Linked DNA regions of Sus scrofa: region 2 is linked to region 1. A link is a contact called in public promoter capture Hi-C data. All regions are on one chromosome and are shown on one strand. Each heading gives the region's core, a stretch centred on a gene start, on an enhancer-like site or on the middle of the called end of the contact. The rest is flanking DNA. Distances are from core to core; before and after follow the strand shown.

Region 1 (3,701 bases), core at 839-3,338:
TGTAGCTTAGATTTGACCCCTAGCCTGGGAACCTCCATATGCTTCGGGTGCAGCCCCAAAATAGACCCCCCAAAAAAGCGTTTTTCACTTAAAAATATGACTACTATAATCCTAGGTTTCCTGATTTGTACACTAATTTCATTAACTACCTAGAGTCTACAACTGTTCGGTTTTTTCTTTCAGAAACAAAAAAGATACTCTTTTTTTGAAGTTGCTAAAAAATAAAATCTGTCAAAAGATATAAATTCTTTTTCTGACCCTCTTACATATCACTTTACTGTGAATATATTTCCTTGTCTATAAAATAGGTATAATCTTGTTCCACCAACTGCAAGGATCAATTGAGATTATATGGGAAAACACAACATAAAATGTCACAAAACGTAACTGTTCTCTTAAAGCATACTAAGTATCATTTAATTTTCCTTTTCCTATTTATCCACTTAATTCCTTATACGTTTATGACATTTATGTGAAATACAACACTAACACAGGATAATAGTGTAAGTTCCCTGGTGGACTAGAGGGTAAGGATCTGGCATTGTCACACTGTGGTCTGGCAGGGGTTTGACCCCTGGCCCTGGAACTTTCACATGCCACAAGCGCCGCCAAAAACAAACAAAAACAGCATAAGAGAATCTAAACTACCCAAGTTCTTCTAATTAATAGCACTGCACTAAAATTTTAGCAGAATTTAAAACAATCTGAAATTCCAACTTTAATGTTAAGTGAAACTCACGTTTCAGCAACTTCGTCTTCACTGTAGTGCATAAAGCTATAGGGCTATTATCTATTTTCCCAAGTCATGAGTTAATAATGACCAAACTGCTATTAAACACAAATAGTTGAAATAATACACCTCGAATTAACGGTAGTCACAAACACTGACTTGGTTTACATAATGAGGATCAACAAAACCACAGAAGCATCTGTTTACTGAAAAATAGAAGATTTCAGTAATAAATCCCAGAGCAACTTAGGATAAATGAGTCAGTACACCTGAAACTGCAGCTATGAAACTAGGAAGACAACAAAGATAGCCAAAGCCTCTGTATCTACTTCTTCTAAACAAATGGTTAAAATAAGAAAAAGATTAGATTCTCCACCCCACCCCCCATAACATTGTTTAAAAAGTCAAACCTATAGAGACCTGAAAAGTTTGCGTCTCAGGAACGTGACATCAGGTGGTTTCTCTTTGTGGATTACCTATGACACAGCTTTCTTCCTGGCAGTCCACAACTAGTTACAAACTGCCTGCCTGGCTAATGGCCTGTCTCTCCCCGCACCTCAACACTAATGACAGCGGCTTTAAAGTTTCCCGAAGCGGGTCCTCGGAGACAGAAATCTCCAACGGGGGCGGTGGGGGTCTGTGAGCAACAACTCCGCAGGCGGCCCGGAGTAAGGCTCGGCGGGGAGCTGCGGGGCAGGGCGGGCGAGGGCCTGCTCCGCTCTTCCCCTCGCCCCGCACAGAGAGGTGACGGCGGGGCTAGGCGCGCTCTCCGGACAAGGCCGGGAGAAGCCGGTGGTGGGGGCAAAGCCCGGTGAGCTCCAAACGGACGGGGGAGGCGCTGAGAAGCCAGTCAGCACCGACAGGCCGGGCCCCTCAGCACGAGGACGAAAGGCAGGGGGCTTCTGGGGTTGGACGTAGGCCGGGGCGGGGTGGGGAATGACCCGGCCACATCTCGGGCCCTCGCCTCTTTCACCTGCCACGAACACCACGAAGACCGCGCCGCTCCTCTTGGCTGATGCGATGGCGGCCGGAATGGCGCCCTGAAACCACAGCATCGTTGCCCTCGGGCCCTATCGCTCGTTTGGTGTGTTGTCGCCGCGGTCCCGGAGCTGACCCCGCCCTCTCCGTCCTCGGGCCCCGCGGCCTCCGCAGCCGCAGCTGGTCCGCCCCCCGCCTCCGGCCCCGCACAGGCGCGCAAGCCGGTCAGAGGCCCTCTGGGACGCGCGCAAGCGCGCAGACGAGGAGCGCCCCGCGACACGTGACACCACACGTCGCCGTCGTCTAGGCACCCCGGTGACTTGTCTTGTTGGCAAGTCGGTGGGTGCGCTATCCTACAAGGCCGCAGGCCCGGCAGTCCCGGAAGTGGACGGAGGTAGTAGGAAGGATGACTAGTAGCTAAGGCGCGTCGGCGGCGCCTTCCTAAGGCATGATGGGAATTGTAGGCTTCTTAGGCTAGGTCCCTTTAACTCTGTGGAAAATATAACTGGTTTCTCGCGCACCGCTAAAGGGGCGGTAGTGAGTCACTTCACAATCTATAAAGAGGAGAAGTAGTGCTTCTCGCCGAGAGATGCCATTCTTGGCTTTATTGAGACCTTGAAAGTGGAGGAAATCGTCCCCGCCCTGAGTGGAACCCTGCCTTTGGGACGATGTAATTCTGTATTACTATTAGTGACCATTGTGAGATAGCGTGGGTGTCTCTGGGTAAGGGACTAAGTGGGCTTTGTGGGGATTCACGACAAGGCTTTGATTTCTTTTGATCTTAATTTATCAGCTCAACCTTGAAGAAAAGAACCTTTTGTAATACCATACAGAGTGTGGTACAGGGGAGGTATTGGTTCGATGCAGACCTTGAGTAATTTCCTAGTCATTGGTTAGAGATCGTTTCAAACCTCATAACACTTAGCTATGCTGTTGCCACAGTTGCTTTCTACAGTAAGTTGAAGCCAGAGAATAGATAATGATTTATTTTCCAGCTACTTTTCATTGTACTACAAAAGAAGAATTTTGTTTATGACAATATGTGATAATGTATTATAATCAAGATATGGCACTTTCTGGTAGGTTGTCATTAAAATGAAAACCGATCCATATTTAATACTTTCATGAAAGTATATGGTCTCTAATAACTATTGGCTAAAGGCATGTATGGTTTATTTACAGTTGCATACGCTCTTATATTGTACATTCTACATGACTTAAATTTCTTCTCCAGCAGTACAACCATTTGACAATCTTTGCAGGGCTAAGGAGGGGCTACATCCGAAAATACCCATTTTCTACAAATATTTAACCTAAAAATAGCTAACATTCCAATTTTTATTTACTTTTTTCCAACCAGGCCTCACATATAGTGTTATTATAAACAAACATAATGCTGATTATAGACAGTAATCTTACAGATAGTTGCTGCTTATATAGGACACTGTTGCTCAGGAAGAGTTAGAGTTGATCTTTAACATCAACTTTAAATGGATTCCTTAAAATTCGATTAATGTATATACCCTTGCAGTGGAACGATTAATTATTCCTAGTGTTAGAATTAAATATTAGGAGAGTTCCTGCTGTGGCTCAGCAGTAACAAACCTGACTAGTATCCATGAGGGTGTGGATTTGATCCCTGGGGCTCACTCAGTGAGTTAAGGATCCCATGTTGTCTTGAGCTGTGATGTAGGTCCCAGACATGGCTCGGATCCCATGTTGCTGTGGCTGTGGTGTAGGCCAGCAGCTACAGCTCTGATTCAACTCCTAGCCTGGAAACTTCCATATGCTATGGGTGGGGCCCTAAAAAGACAAAAAAAAAAAAAAAAAAAAAAAAAAAAAAGAGAGAGAGAGAAGAATCATTCATAGCCTTTCACTTATTCATCAATTATGTATTGCTTACCTGCTATGAACTAGGCCCTGTACCTGGCATTGATAAGGAGATGAGGCAAGCAGATGGAGGCCATGTCTTTGTGACTGCATAGTCTAAAAG
Region 2 (3,701 bases), core at 413-2,912, 690 kb after region 1:
CAGCATCACCTGGGAGCTTGTTAGAAATGCAAATTTTTGAAATTACCTTAGACATACAGAGCCATAAACTGTGATTCTGATGCACATTAAAGTTTGAGAATCACTGGTATTAAAGCACCAAACCTAGATTCCTTTACTTAGCTTTGGAGGCTGTCTATAACCTGGGTCCTTTCTTCCTTAATAATTTTGTTTACTTTCCTTCAAAAGATAGCCCTCACTCCAGTAAAGATGTTTCATTAAATCCCAAAGGTTTTCACCTGTCTCTACTCACACTAGGCCCTTCTCATATTTAACTACTCCTATTTTCTGGGCCCAGCACATTTCCTATCTTTTCTTATGTAAATACTTCCAACAATTATAATCCACAACAACATCATCCTTAAACTACTATTTTTATAGTTAGTACTAGCTGGCTTAAAATTTAACTATTTGCTGTTTTGTTTTTTTTAAAACACATGGATCAAGGCTTTCGTTTTGTTTTTGTTCTTTTCTGTTAGTATAGTTCTGAACACACAATACCTGCTCAATAAAGCCTTGCCAATGTGGTTATGTCTTACTGTCTTTTAAGAGGGATACCACGGGTCAAACTAGTTTCCCAGCAGAGATGTTTTATATTTTCATATGTCGTTTGATGACATGGATTCCACAAACTTCTCCCGACCGGCAAGATTTTAGGATTATAAAACGTTGCAACCTCATCACCCAGAAAACCTGAAGGACCTCTGCGACATCAAAACTGTTAACCTCTTGATCTAAGCTATCAGTCATCCACAAACTAGGCCTTCAACTAATTTCAGTGAGCCAACAGTTTGACTCAGCTGTTCACTGGAGTTTGAAGGCACAGGACGCCTGGGCAAAGCACCCAATGACATGGAACAATCTGAATCAAAGCGTTCCAAAACCAGACACAGACTATTTCAAAAAGTTATTCTAAAAGACAGGATGGAGAAGGTGAGTGTGTGGCAGAGCCCACCACGACTCTGAAGAAAGGCCTCCTCCTGAAAAGGATGTACCCGGGAAGGAAAAAAAAAAAAAAAAAAAAAAAAAAAAGGCAGCTGTGAAGTTTATTGCTTACTAGAACTTGAGTTAAACGGAAGTTATAGCCTCGACAACTGTTTCTGCAGATGGACAACAACTAGAAAACCAAAGGTCTAAGGAGAGTGGTCCTTGGGCAGAGAAAACAAAACTTCGGAGAGCCGGAGGCTCCGGGTTTGGCTGAAGGGGGACGGGCCGGGGCTTGTCAGCCAGGAGATGCGGAAGAAGCCTGCGGCTGACCCGAGAAGGGAGGAAGCGGAGACGCGGGCAGCCAAGGTTTTACTTTTCCCGCATAAGTGGCGTCACCAGTGGGCTCTGTTAGGGGAGTGACAGGGGAGACGCCGGGGCCCAAAGTGTTGGTAACCAAACACACGACCTTACCTTTCCCATTCTGAGGCAGTGGTGAAGTCCGTGATCTCAAACACCTCGGACTCGGGCTGCGGGAAGGGGAAGAAAGAAAGGAATTGAGCGCCTGAGCGCTGACGCGGAGAATCGAACTTAAATAGAGACAGGGATAGGTATGAAACAAACACCTCACCTCACTGTCGGCCGCCATCTTGAGGAGCGCCAAGGCGGGCGCTAGGGATGCCGGGAAGAAGAGCTGGAGGACGGGGGTGGGGAGAACAGGGGGAGGAGCCTCTGCGCAGTCCCACCCCCGGAGGCCCCGCCTCCTGATAGTGAGTCCTGATAGTGAGTCCTCTTCATAGGTTGAAATCATCTGAAAAAAAAAATTTTTTTTTTAAATGCTTTTGTTCCTGGGAAGGGAATCTTACTCTGCCCTCAACTCCTCGTTCTCTGGATGATTTAATAAAATTTGAAAATTTCCCTTAATGAATTAGGAAGGGAACAGAGCCAAGGAGATAAGACAAGGCCCTAGAAGCATTTAACTTGTTTTAAAAAATCCAACAGGAGTTCCCGTCGTGGTGCAGTGGTTAAGGAATCCGACTAGGAACTATGAGGTTGCGGGTTCGGTCCCTGCCCTTGCTCAGTGGGTTAACGATCCCGCGTTGTGGCAAGCTATGGTGTAGGCCGCAGACGCGGCTCGGATCCTGCGTTGCTGTGGCCCTGGAGTAGGCTGGCAGCTACAGCTCCGATTCGACTCCTAGCCTGGGAACCTCCCTATGCCGTGGGAGCGACCCAAGAAATGGCAAAAAAACAAAATAAATAAATAAGTAAATAAATAAGAAACCCAACACACATTTTGTTTTTCATTCAACCTCTACTGATTGATTGCAAGGCACTGAGCTAAGTGCTTTATAACCCACCTTTCCTCACCGCCCCACTCCTCAAAGAACTTAAGCAGTTTGCCTAAGTCATGAAATAAAATCATGCTAGTTATCTGGTTTCTGGGAAGAGCAACATGCTGTTCAATGAAAACTTTTAAGCCATTCAGAAACAGAATAGGTGCCAGCAGTTAGAAATTATTTCTCATACATACTCTATTATTTACAGAGAAAATCATACCATGTCCAGGGTTTGCTTCAAAATAATGGGAGGGAGAAGTGGATAAGGATAGAAATAAAACAAATCAGCGATGAGTGGGTAATTGATTAAGCCAATGATGGGTACATGTGTATTTATAATATTCTCTTTCCTTCTGTAAGGGTGAATTTTTTCATAATTAAAAGTTTTTTAAAAATTTAAATATCATTTAAAGATTTTTTTTTTTTTGTAATTCAAATGTGGGGGTAGAGGAACCAGAAAAAATGGCTTAAGCAATTAAAAAATTTAACCCTAAAATAAGAGAAAGAGACATAAAAAATTTGGTGATGTAGATGGTGCAATGAGGAAACTAAGGCCAGAGAATTTCAAGAATAGTTATTGCCAGTGCTAAGCCTTTAACTCCTGTCTCTTGATATTTCTTCTAGTTTTTGTTCATTATACTAGTGGGAGTTTGGGGCTACTTCTGCAGCAATCTGTCCCAACTTGCACCTTCATTCATTTATAAGCATTTATTAAATACCTACCATAAGCCAATCATAGCACTAGGCTCCAGGGTAATGAAGATATAGTGCAGGTATTATCTCAGATTTCAAGGAACTCAAGATGGAGTAGGAAGACGGGAAATCTACTGCCTATGAACAGAGGTGTTAAATGTATTAGTATCACTGTTATCAATGTGGAGGCCAATCAATGGTGACCTTAACAAGAAGAATCTTGGAGGACAAATGAAGGATAAAATGGAGACAGCCAGGATAGGGGCCGAGAAAGCCTCTAAGCGGAGAGAGAGTAGCACATCCAGAGGCTGAAAGTTAGGAAGATCTGGTCTATCTAATGAACTGAAATCAGACACCTAGAACACAGTGGTTACAATGAAGTTAGAAAGGAAGGCATAGGCCAGGCCATATAGAGCCTTCTATATGGCCCTTATGTGAAGCAAAATAGACATCACTAAAATGTTTTAAGCAAGAGAGTAAAGTGAGCCAGTTTACATTTTGCAAAAATCTGGATGTGATAGGATTGGATTGGGGGTGCTGGTGGTGCAAAAGAAGAGGTAGGAACAGCTAGTGACTGTCAAAGCATCCAGGGAGTGATGGTGTGGAGGCTTTGCCTAGGGTGGTCAGCAGACAAGGTGAACTGATTCGATACATATTCTGGACATACAATATACAGGACCTGATGATGGATTAAACGAGGAATAAGGAAAAGGTAGGCATCAAAGATAA

What was found. Promoter capture Hi-C pulls out the DNA fragments that hold promoters and counts their contacts.
Region 2: a promoter capture Hi-C map of liver shows a contact between it and region 1, with 8 times the contacts expected there. The contact joins the promoter of RAB3GAP1 here to the promoter of UBXN4 in region 1. A contact is called at or near these places in 2 of 5 promoter capture datasets (fetal skeletal muscle and liver) and 2 of 2 datasets of contacts at active chromatin or transcription factors (alveolar macrophages and skeletal muscle).

The regions. Positions count from the first base shown.
Region 1 is chr15:16,204,423-16,208,123 of Sscrofa11.1, forward strand. It overlaps UBXN4 (UBX domain-containing protein 4), which reads right to left and starts at 2,089. Exons shown (of 13, transcript XM_021074795.1): 1 at 1,151-2,089.
Region 2 is chr15:16,891,486-16,895,186 of Sscrofa11.1, forward strand. It overlaps RAB3GAP1 (rab3 GTPase-activating protein catalytic subunit), which reads right to left and starts at 1,663. Exons shown (of 27, transcript XM_013983945.2): 1 at 1,574-1,663; 2 at 1,417-1,472. The coding sequence starts at 1,591.